Linked DNA regions of Mus musculus: region 2 is linked to region 1. The links are chromatin contacts, called in public HiChIP or PLAC-seq maps. All regions are on one chromosome and are shown on one strand. The core of a region is the stretch at or near the end of the contact, and the rest is flanking DNA. Distances in the headings are between cores, read along the strand shown.

Region 1 (5,586 bases), core at 2,307-4,806:
GCCACATACTGAGACTCTGTCTTTAAAAACAAATGAGCATACAACATAAAAAAAAAAAAAACCTTTTGTGACATGTTTAGACTACTTTCTAGAACACTATGTATGAATGTAAAAACCACAATCCTATTTTCTGCACTAAATTATTAGGTAAATTTCCATCCATGTTCCTGTTAGTTCTTGTTGGTTTCAAAAGAAACTTTGAATATTTACATGAGTATCTGGACCTCTGACAGACTAAAAAGAAAAAATGAGAGAGAGAATATAACAACAACAACAACAAAACCCACTAGCTTTGATACAGCAAAATGTATGTATAAACTAACCAATGAAAAGAAACAAGGAATGAATAGCCCATCTTCTGATCCTTGTTGCTTAGGAAACTGGACACCATAGTCAGTTGCCTTCTCCATGGAGCCCCAGTAGACTCCACCCCTTGCCTAATTTTCCTTCCATGACACCTGAATGCATTACACACTATTTACTTTCTTTATCTATTGTTCTTTGCTCTCAGCACTTCTGCTTCTCTGGTGCTCTCCTTGGAAAATAAGCCCATAGAGGCCATAAAAAGCATAGAGGGCATAGAGGAGGGCATAGAGGGTAGAGCCCATTTCCCAAGTCTGTGTTCATTCTATTTTTCATGGACAACATACAAACTGAGATTACCATTTCCAGTCATCTGACAAGCAAATGGATGCTCATATCACATAAAGAAGATAATCTATACTGTTACCAGGAGTGTGTGTGTGTGTGTGTGTGTGTGTGTACCCAGACTGTGTGCTCATACCACCATTCCATTCTAGAATCAGTGCAGCAGTGTGCTAACCTCAGCAAGAGCCCAGCTGTTGCTCATAAATGTACTCAGGATTTCATAAATGTACTTTCACTTTGAAAATGAGAAAGTCCCTTTCAAGAGGACCTATAGCTTACTTACCTGTGTGTCTGTCCTTGAGGGCGGTTTTACACATTTCAATCCTGGCTGAATGAAATGGCACATAGCGGTCTTGGGGAGAAGCAACCAGAACGACGTTTTTAAAATACTGCAGCCCTGTAACAAGAAGGAAGGTGACCACTTTCTACCCAAGCCCTTTATACAGACACAGTCTCTGAGTTGTATACATTTTGAGGTCTTTCCCAGAAAAGGGCATGAAGATACCCGACAGAGTGTTGTGCCTTTGCTTGGGGCTGTTGATCTGAGTCCTACCAAATACAGTTGCAAGGAGGTTTATCAGGCACCTGTGGGAAGCTAACAAAGGAACTCAGTATATTGGGGCTCTTGTGGTTTGGACATAAGATAAATTTCTTGACCTTAAGAGTAATAGAAGTCAAGGAGGCTCATGGGAGTTTCACTGTGAACATGCAGGAAAGCAAAGAAGGGTGCCTAGCCCTGAGAACAAAACATGCCTCCATGGGCTAGAAAATTATAAAGCCCATGAGAAAAAGTTTTTTACTATTTCCCTTTATTTCTGACTTCCTAATTTTACTGTCACATGCAGCAGCAAAGCAGCCTCCAGGCCCCTTGCCTGTTTCCAGCCTTGCTTCCTCCAGCTTCAACCCCTCCAGCCTTGTTTTTTCCAGTGTTGCCTTCCTACATTGTCACCCACAGGGAGAATACAAGATCTCCTAGCTCAAATGTCAGCTCAGCACAGTGATGCAGCCTTCAGTGTTCATCATCGACAGCTGGGACAGAGCATGGCATACCACATGCAGCCTTCGCCTCCAGATGGAGCTCTTCTTGCCCTACCTATCCTACTAACTTGTCTACCTTACCCTTAGCCGAACAAGATATTGGCTGACAGCTCAAGGCTGACCCTCACTCTATAGGTCCCCACATCCATATCCAATATCACAGCTCAGCATCACACACTGGGGCAGAATTCAGGGCAATGGCTGGCTGATATGGGCCCAGGAAGGATCAAGGTAACCCCATAATCAACTTCAGTACAACATTGTAACAGGATGTTAGCTCTTCACCTCTCCATGGCTGAAGCAAGCTGAGACCTCTTTGTTGACATCTTTGCAATTCGCCATATTTGTATGCCTAGTTCTACCTCTCTTTCTTCCCACAGGATTTATCTGAATATGTCCTCTTGGCCCAGAGAGACAAAGGTATAAAAGTACAGGCTATAAATGAATCGGATCCAGGGGTATCAACACGTGATTATATGATGCATCTGGGCAGGCCTGTTGTGCAGCAGTGCTGTGTAGGCCAATTAGTTGGTGGCCCTGCTCCCTTCGCAGACATGGACAAGTGGTCCATGATTGATGCTTTCCTCTACTGTGGTCTCTATGATCTAGGCTGAGTTTTTACGCTACTCTTTGCATTATCATCACAGGGTGGGGGGAAATATAAAAGGAGGCTCCTGTGGGAACACATACAATACTCTACTCACTCTTTTTGAGGATGGATCTACACAGGTGAAGGGGAAACACAGTACTGGGCCTGTCAGCATAGTACACTACATGACTGACAGGAAATAGAAGTCACAGCTTCTGGGCACTGCATTGACCCTATACACGCTGTGTCACACAGAGTATGTTTGAGGCATGCTGACGTGCTGATCCCCTCAGCAGGTTGAAGAGACACCGCTAGACATCTCACTATACCTCACAGAAACAAATGAACACAGCATCAGGGATGTTCTGTTTTCAACTCTCAACCTCAGGTGACAAGCAAATCACACACCTGTTTTTTGGCTAAGTTGGTAAAGGAAACATTTGCGCAGATCAGCATTATCCCTGAAGGTCAGCTGCAAAAGGGAGCCAGATTTCTTCAGTTTCTGCATGAGCCACAAACCTAGGCAAAGAGAAATGAAGATTTAAAAACAGGACAAAACAAAGCCAGAGAAGATATTTTTCAGTTAGCTTTAAATAAAGAGAGCAATGAGAAATTTATCAGAAAATTAAGAGTTAAATTTTGTATAGTTTGTTTTAATTTTGGGTTGTATGGGTATTAGGTGTGAGTGTGCACAGAGACAAGAATATCAGGTGTCTAATGAATATCAGATACCTGATCTACCACACTTATTTTATTGAACACTGAGGAAGGCTGAGGGCAGCAAGCCCTAGGACCCTTCCCATCTCCATCTCCTCTCCCCAGAGCATTGGGCTTACAGCTGTGGAGGGGCACACATGGATTTCTTCGAGAGTACTAGAGACTTGAATCCACATCCTTATACATATGCAGCCAAGGTTCTTATCTATGATTCATGCCTCAGTCCCAAAATTGAGAATTGGTAACAGAAGTATAAAATTGTTCTGAAAAATGATATAGCAACAGGTTTCTTAGTTGATAAAACAAGGCATTCTGTGATCTCTGTTTGGGCTCCTTCAGTGAGGGAAGCCAAAGGAAATGGTACCCAATTCAGGTCCATAGACTAGAAAACTAGAATAGATTTACAGAGACAATGCAATGTGTAAGTAAATGCTTACAAGGGGACACTATGTATCACCAACCAAGGAATGAATGACCCAGAACACGGGTTGGTGAGTTTGCCTTGTAACTTTCCTTTTTAATTCTCAACATGCGTTCACCCACTTACACAACCATGAATGTATGCAGCATGAGCACACCCATGTGAGTCAGATCTCTGTGCAGGGAAATTCCCCATCTGCAGGGTCAGTACACCAAGGATTAAAAGTATTTTTTCAATAGTTGTATCGACTGAGCACATGCAGGGGTTTTTTCTAGATATCAACCATAGACAACATTGTGCTTCAATTTCTTATATAACACTTGTAATTTTTTAGGAATTAAATCAGTCTGGAGATGATATAAAGTATGAAAAGGTTTGTCTAGGTTACATGTAGAAACTATGAGCTGGGCAGTGGTGGCGCATGCCTTTAATCCCAGCACTTGGGAGGCAGAGGCAGGCAGATTTCTGAGTTCCAGGCCAGCCTGGTATAAAGTGAGTTCCAGGACAGCCAAGGCTATGCAGAGGAAACCCTGTCTCGAAAAAACAACAACAACAAAAAACTTTAAAAAAGAAAGAAACAAACAAACTATGGGACTTTACATGACAGACTTAAGAATTTATAACTTTTGGTATCTGTAAGTGTCATAGAAGCAATCAGAAATAGATACTAAAAAAGAAATATGAATAAATACATTACATGCATGTTTATACATATATGCAAACATATGTGTTTATATACATTCATATAATATACACACTAGAAACATGTATACTCATATGGCATATGCATGTAGACAAACATCTTGATTTCAGAGAGAGCTAATGAATATTATAGGGTAAGAGGCCTTAGTCAAATTCAACAATTAGAAAATAGCTTCCACAAGTGAGAGCAAACACACAGTGTTTGTCCATCTGGCCTTGGGTATTAGCTTAACATGCTATTTTTCAGTTCTGTCTGGTTATATTTTCAAATTTCATCATTTCATTTCATTTCCTTTGTATCTGAATAAAAATTCCATTGTGTATATGTACCACATTTCTATACTGAATCTTCATACCCCAACCCCCAACTTTCATCCATTTGTGAGAGTTATAATATTTCATCTATAACTTCTGTCTCCAGCTCTAAGTTCCTGATGCCTCTGATAAATTTTGGAGAGTAATGAGGGTGTAGAAGACTTACCAGTACTAACCAGGGTGCTATTGTTGTACAGAGTCCCCAGGTGAGGTCCAGACAATGACAAGAATGTGTGGAGTTTGTTGAGGTAATACCGGAACCGGGGTCTTGTAAGGACGGATCTGATGATAATGTTGCCAAGAGAATGGCCGATGAAGCTGTTTAGAGGCAGGAATGACACTTGTCAATGACAACAGGGGACTGATGCTCAGGAACAGATTGGGATGAGAAAGACCAAGGTCTTAGCACTGTCCACCTCCCCAGGTGCAGAGGCCCTAGCACAATACATGAGGACTATGGATTGGTTTTCATCTGGCGCTTGGGAATGGGAGCTCTATGTCAGTATGGAGAGCTGTGGGAGAATGGCTGTGTTTGCCTCAGATCTCTATTACTATAGCAGTTCCCCTTGATCTTTGGTTCTCGGGCCTCTTCTAAGCCCATCTAGTGACAGCATGGAGTCCTTACTCAAGTCTATATATCTAAATATTGTGCTCTCCTGGTCCCTTCAAACTAAAATACTGGACCCTTACACTTTCCTAAGAGACTATTAACCTCAGCTCCAATTACTGCTCTGACTCCACTCGTCCCCTCATCTCTCTGCACAGGTATTGAGCTGCCTGCCCCCACTTACACTGACTGACTGGCTATCTTCCTACATGCCCTGTTCAAGATTCCTGCTTCCTTCAGATCCATAAATTCAATATGTCATTCATATTTCAATTAACTATTTATCAAAACACTATATCATGATAGGCATGCTGCCTTACCTCCTCTCACAATAAGTATAACACCAGCAAAGTAAAGATAAAGGTGTTAGCCTACACAGTTGGAGTGCCTGAACTGTGTCCCATCATCAAAACCAAACCTCTAAAAAGAAACTCCTTATTTGTGGAATAAATATAGTATACCCTACCTCTGAAGACTAAAAACAGACTTACTGATACCTTGACCTTAGTCCTATGTTGATGCATCTATATGCTAAAGAAAAATGCAGGC
Region 2 (5,586 bases), core at 1,381-3,880, 440 kb after region 1:
TTCAAGAGACCCTTACTCTGTAGCCTGAACTGGCCTAGATCCAACCTCATGACCCCAGTCTAGCCTCAAACTTAAAAAAAATAAATAAATCTTCCTATCTCTAGCTCTTCCTCTCAAGGTTGGGATTATAGGCATGTGTCACCACTGGCAAGAAGGACATTTTAAGGAAATTGTTTTTATGAATAGGCACAAGTGGTAAGAAGTGATTTTATAATAAGATACTTATGAATATTTAAATATGCATATCTTATTAAATGTCCGAGCCCCAATCCTAAGATCAATGAGTGACTCTGGCCCACATCCTCTCAACTCCATGTATCTGAGTTGGCATCCTAACTCTCACTGTATATGGGTGTGGCTACAGTTGAATTTGCTGCTTCCCATGTCTTAGTGTCCCCTGCAGCCCCTCACCAAGGCCTACAATAACACTTTCTTTATCCCACATTATGGCTGCATGCAATTTCAAATGAGGACAAGTAGCTCAGTCTTCAAGAAGCCACCAAAGCAGGATAAGAGCCTTCCTGACCCCCCTCAGCCCTCTCATCCCCTTCTCAACTACCTGCCTACTTTGCCGTTTCCTCATCCAATTGTCCCCTGATTCGAGAGCTGAAAGAGGCCAAGGAATGTACCACTAACAGTATTATGTCCTACAGTCTACCCTGTAGATGTGCCACAATTAAAATAATAAGGTACTGGCCATTCAGGTAAACTTGAGTAAATGAAGTGGGATTCTGTGTAGGGAGAGCTTTGGGTTTTCCCCTGCTGACTCAAGGGGATATTGCCTTTTTAGAACTGTAGTAGCTGGTGAATTGAGGGAGAGTTTGGCTGGTGTTCATCCATTTTCTTCTTCCTCTTGGGTATGCAACTAAGTTGATATTCTCCGGCCTTCTTGTCATGAACATCACTAGAATTTGGTGGCTGGACATAATAACCAATTTCCAGTGCTGGCCCCAAACATTTTCCTAACATCATCTTCCCTCTCTATCCCTACTCATCATGTATGCCAAGGCTTTGGGGAAAGACAGAGAAATACCAGGATAATATTGCTATCCCTGACTAGACCAGGACCCCACCCCAACACACACACACCCCAAGAGAAGACTTAGCCCTTGGCTAGGCCGGGTGAAAAACAGTACTTTTCTAATAATTTAATCAGTGTTACTGCTGTGGGTAGTACATCACCATCTCAAGAATTCCTGTATGAAAAAATGTGGGAGGGGTTGAGGTAACCAGAGATGCTTACAACCAAAAAAAAAAAAAACAAAAAAATAAAAACAAAAAAGTACATACCCTCTAAGTGGTCACAGGTACCATCTCCAATTTGCTTAGACAAGCACTCACCTTGATTCCTAAGGGACCAGGTAACCCAGGTGGTCCACGTAGTCCCTGTTGAAATGAACAACATAGATCCATGAGAGCTGAACCACTCAACACATACCAGGTTGCTGCCCTCTGCTGGAGCAGTAGTTGGAGAGCAATGTGAGTACATTCCATCATAGGTCCTGGGTGTGATTCCCGACTCTGCCACCTCCTGACCTTATTTGGACAAACACAAGTGTCACTGTTCCTTATTGTGTTTTTCTACTTCTGGTCTCCATGCTAAGGCCACCCAAAAGGAAGCAGCAAGATCAAGCTTCAAAGCCAGGCTCACTTGACCCCATGACCCCTAAACCTAGTCTCCTTCTTTATCACACTCTGGATAGGGACTCCATTTCTAGCTGATGAGCTTGGCCTAGTAAAGGCACTCATACACACACTTGAAATGTAAGTCTATTTTTGGCTGGAGGAGCTCAGTGTGGACCAAGAATCCTCTCTCTCTCTCTCTCTCTCTCTCTCTCTCTCTCTCTCTCTCTCTCTCTGTGTGTGTGTGTGTGTGTGTGTGTGTGTGTGTGTGTGTGTGTGTGTGCCACAACCACCACTGGGTACTCTGAAACTTGTTTGTTTCCCTTGGATCCTGAGCCTGCAGCCAGAACCCCGTGTGCTACGAGCTGGCTTAGTGTACAGCTACCCTGTGTGCCCATTTGCAGTTTTGCCCTGCCAGGGATCCAGTTTCCTGTGGTCAACCACAGGCTGAAAGGATTAAGTCACAGATTTCAGCAGTAATTCATGAGTTAGGAAACACTGAAAGTTTTCTACTTTCTTGTTATTTTTAAGCACGCTGATTGACGACAGGACTATGTCCCTGGGCCAAGAGACATCTTGTGCATCACCTAGGGCTTGCTTTCTAAAATAAGTCTTTGCTTTTGCTCTGTTCTCTTCTCCCCTGTCAGCCTGGCTTCCAAAAGCTCAAAGCATGTCAGCCCACCACTTACCGGCTCCCCATCCTTGCCCTTTCCTGGTGGCCCTGGGAGACCAGGAGCACCAGGATCTCCCCGTGGACCAGCTGGCCCTGGGCTGCCTTCTTCCCCTGCTGTTCCCTGGGGACAAAAAGAGGACCTTGATGAGCATTAGCAGCAGGCAGAACTCTGCTATCCAACGGCTAATCAGCCTGAGCCTGTGTGTGGCAGTGGCTTCCTGAGCTGTCTGTCCCTCTCTGAAGCATCAGAAGACAGACTGCTCAGTGGAAGTGAGAAGTTGAACTCTGTTCCCCACATTCACATGCTGAAGTCCTTTCCCCCAGCAGAGCCTCCACCAAGCCTCACCCTCCCTGTCTCTATCTCCTTCTCTAACAACAGTCATGATTGTTTTCCCACACAGTCAAGAGAAGGTGTTTGGCTCCCCCGAGAGGTCATATAGGCCAACAGCACACAGAAATATAATTTGAATATATCCCTTTTAAAATTAGATTAGAAATAATCTACTTGATGAATTTGGAGTGGCCCTCACCTCTAATCCCAGCATTTGGGAGGCTGAGGCAGGGGAATTGCCACAAATTCGAAGCTGGCATAAACTGCAGAGGGGGTTAAAGGCTGGCATGAGCCACAGAGTGAGATCCTATATAAGGCACCAGCCACATTTGGGCAGTTGTGTAGACTGCTGTAGATAACACATCTGGAGAAATGACACCACACTATCACCTCCTTGTCACATATTCTCTCCCCAGGCCATGCCCCTGCCTACAGTCCTTGGGGTGATGTTCATATGCGTGGACCAAAGCTCCTTATGCCATCCTCTCTTCACAGCTAAGCAAATTCAAGTGTAGAGAGAGTGCCATTTGCTAGGGTGATGGTTTCTCAGCCTTGGTCTTGTTGACACTGAGTATGGCTGAACCTTGTCTGTTGTGAGTGTTTCGGACAGTATCCTTCCCTGTGTTTTGTGATAGTTGAGGGAGGATCCTGTTCTGTATATGCTAAGCTAGGTGCAGCTCCTCTCCTTGGCACAGGGATCACCAAATGTCATGAGGAGGTGGGACTGTTCCTACTGAAAACCACTGTTCTGACCCTATTTCAGAGGCCCACAACTCGGACATGGAACCAGCCTTTGATGAGTCTGAAACTCAAACTCTCCTTTGGGTACCGATGAACACCATGGGTTTGCCAAGCTTTGCCTCAGCATCGATAGCATGGATGAGAACCTTCCTTAAAGCACACAGCCATGTCAGAGCAATGTGCAGAGGGACTGCACAGGATGCCTTGTTCTTCCTAAGCCTGTGGGCTCTTTCTAGTTGATAAAAAGAGGGATCTTGTCTCCCTCTTCGATATAATAAGCAAAACACTTTCCCAGGCTTGGGAAGGGTTCCCTGGAAACCATGATGCTCAGTGGATAAGTGGATCACTGAATTAAAAGTGGAGTATACCCTGAGATCCAGATCTGCTGCTCACCAGCCCTGAGATATAGAGCAAATAAAGTCCCTCAGAGCTTCTGTCTACAACTGTAAAGGGGACATTGCTCTGAACCCCCGGTGAGCAATGAAGGTGAGAGGATATGAGAGCTTACGTTCCCCTCTCAGCCATATAATCCCTTCTGATGCCTGGGTCCTAAACCAGTCCTGAGCAGTTTGAGTTCCTCACCCACTGGCCCAGTGAAGCCTAAAACAACAGATGCCTTTCTGCAATCTACATCCCTCTTACCTTCTCTCCACGCTCCCCATCTTTCCCAGGGGCACCCCTGACACCAGGAGAACCCTGAAAATAAGAAAGGTTATTCACAGTTTTTTGATGGACATTAGCCCCCAGGGTTATGTCAACAGGCCCCTTTCACTTCTGCTCACATGTTCCCCCATCCAGTCTTAAACTGACTGATGCCCATGTCCTTGCCTGAGTCTGGTCCTGGAGCTTATAACAACAAAACAGGTATGGTCTGCTGAGTGCTTGTCCTCAACAGCCTTAGTCTTTGGGTAAGCAGACCAAGCGAGGACTGGCACCAAGGTTTCCTTAAACTCAAAAATCTGACTTGGCGTCAGAGATCTACTCTTTTAGTGTCTGTGGGGTTCTCCCCAACACCTCAAGGAAAACTTGAGGATAAACACTGTGCGGACACAGCAGTGGGGAACTTATGGTCATGAGAAAGAGAACAGCTAGCTAGTGACACTGACAACTGGAGCTCGGCCCTGTTGAGGACTGTGGAGAATACCAAGGACACCCTGCAGGGTTACCTCACCTTGGAGCAAAGAACTAGGCTACCAGGGATGGACAGATGGGTCCGTGGTTAAGAGCACTCACTGCCCTTCAAGAGAAACCGGAGCAATAAGTACTCAATTCCCAACACCTGCATGGTGTCTCGCAACTACATATAGTTCCACCTCCAGGATCTCTGAAACCCTCTTCTGGCCTGCACAGGCACTAGCACACAGTGTTACAAGGATGTGCATGCAGTCAAACATCCATACACAAAGAAATCATTTTGTTATATTTAAATAGATGGGCTGTTTCTTCCCTTGTCACCCAAGAGCTACTTCAGGTGACAATTCGGGCCCCTTTCTATGCCTGACTAGACAGAATGCTCTCCAAACGCTAGATAAAATGGGCAAAAGAAATCAGGATTGGTTGGCACTAATTATGTATGTAAAGTGGTGAAAGAAGGACTATACAGCAAAGAGCTACTTCAACCACTTTCCCCAGGACTCAGTCCCTTCCTGCCTCCATTGCCTCCTGCATAAAATGAGGTCAGATCTACCGAACAGGCTTGTGTGGATAAATAAACAAACACATCCGAGTCATGCATTAAAAATCTAAATGCCACGCATCTGTCCATGGAGTCACAGACACCTGGGAAGGTTTAGAAGTGAGGAAGCCTGGCCTTGTGGCAGGATCTTTGATCACACTGTGAACACCAAGATTGCACAATTTACTGAAGAAAGAAAGAAAGAAAGAAAGAAAGAAAGAAAGAAAGAAAGAAAGAAAGAAAGAAAGAGAGAGAGAGAGAGAGAGAGAGAGAGAGAGAGAGCGAGAGGGAGGGAGGGAGGGAGGGAGGGAGGGAGGGAGGGAGGGAGGGAGGGAGGAAGAAACCTGTGTCTAGTTATGGTGTGACTCACCCTTAGTTCACACCTTTGGTCCCAAATAACAAAGGGTAAAGTAAAGTTAGTTTGTAGAAGGGAGAACATATCTTTGAAAGTGATATCTAACTGGGTGGCAGAAGACTGATGAGTCAGAGAAAGATTTGACAGAATAGGATATGCCCAGCTCTTACAAAAAGTGAGAGGAAAGG

Evidence for each region. HiChIP or PLAC-seq counts read pairs in DNA pulled down with a chosen protein or histone mark.
Region 2: a contact with region 1 is called in a CTCF HiChIP or PLAC-seq map of the NIH/3T3 cell line, with 8 read pairs. The contact joins two enhancer-like sites. A contact is called at or near these places in 1 of 15 datasets of contacts at CTCF or cohesin (the NIH/3T3 cell line), 13 of 484 Hi-C or Micro-C datasets (LSK cells, the Patski cell line, embryonic fibroblasts and 9 more), 1 of 115 datasets of contacts at active chromatin or transcription factors (PVALB interneurons) and 2 of 9 other capture datasets (embryonic stem cells and pancreatic islet).

The regions. Positions count from the first base shown.
Region 1 is chr15:71,447,740-71,453,325 of GRCm38.p6, forward strand. Fam135b (family with sequence similarity 135, member B) reads right to left here. Exons shown (of 20, transcript NM_177819.3): 17 at 4,597-4,748; 18 at 2,684-2,794; 19 at 932-1,045. Among named protein-coding and RNA genes, the nearest start is that of Fam135b, 280 kb to the right of the region's middle. Within about 2 kb of position 3,557, at least 3 of the 459 cell types and tissues checked have an H3K27ac peak or open chromatin away from gene starts, as enhancers often do. A contact at or near this core is called in the NIH/3T3 cell line, where this site is marked.
Region 2 is chr15:71,888,176-71,893,761 of GRCm38.p6, forward strand. It overlaps Col22a1 (collagen, type XXII, alpha 1), which reads right to left. Exons shown (of 64, transcript NM_027174.1): 37 at 4,011-4,064; 38 at 2,313-2,417; 39 at 1,342-1,386. Among named protein-coding and RNA genes, the nearest start is that of Col22a1, 140 kb to the right of the region's middle. Within about 2 kb of position 2,631, at least 36 of the 459 cell types and tissues checked have an H3K27ac peak or open chromatin away from gene starts, as enhancers often do. A contact at or near this core is called in the NIH/3T3 cell line, where this site is marked.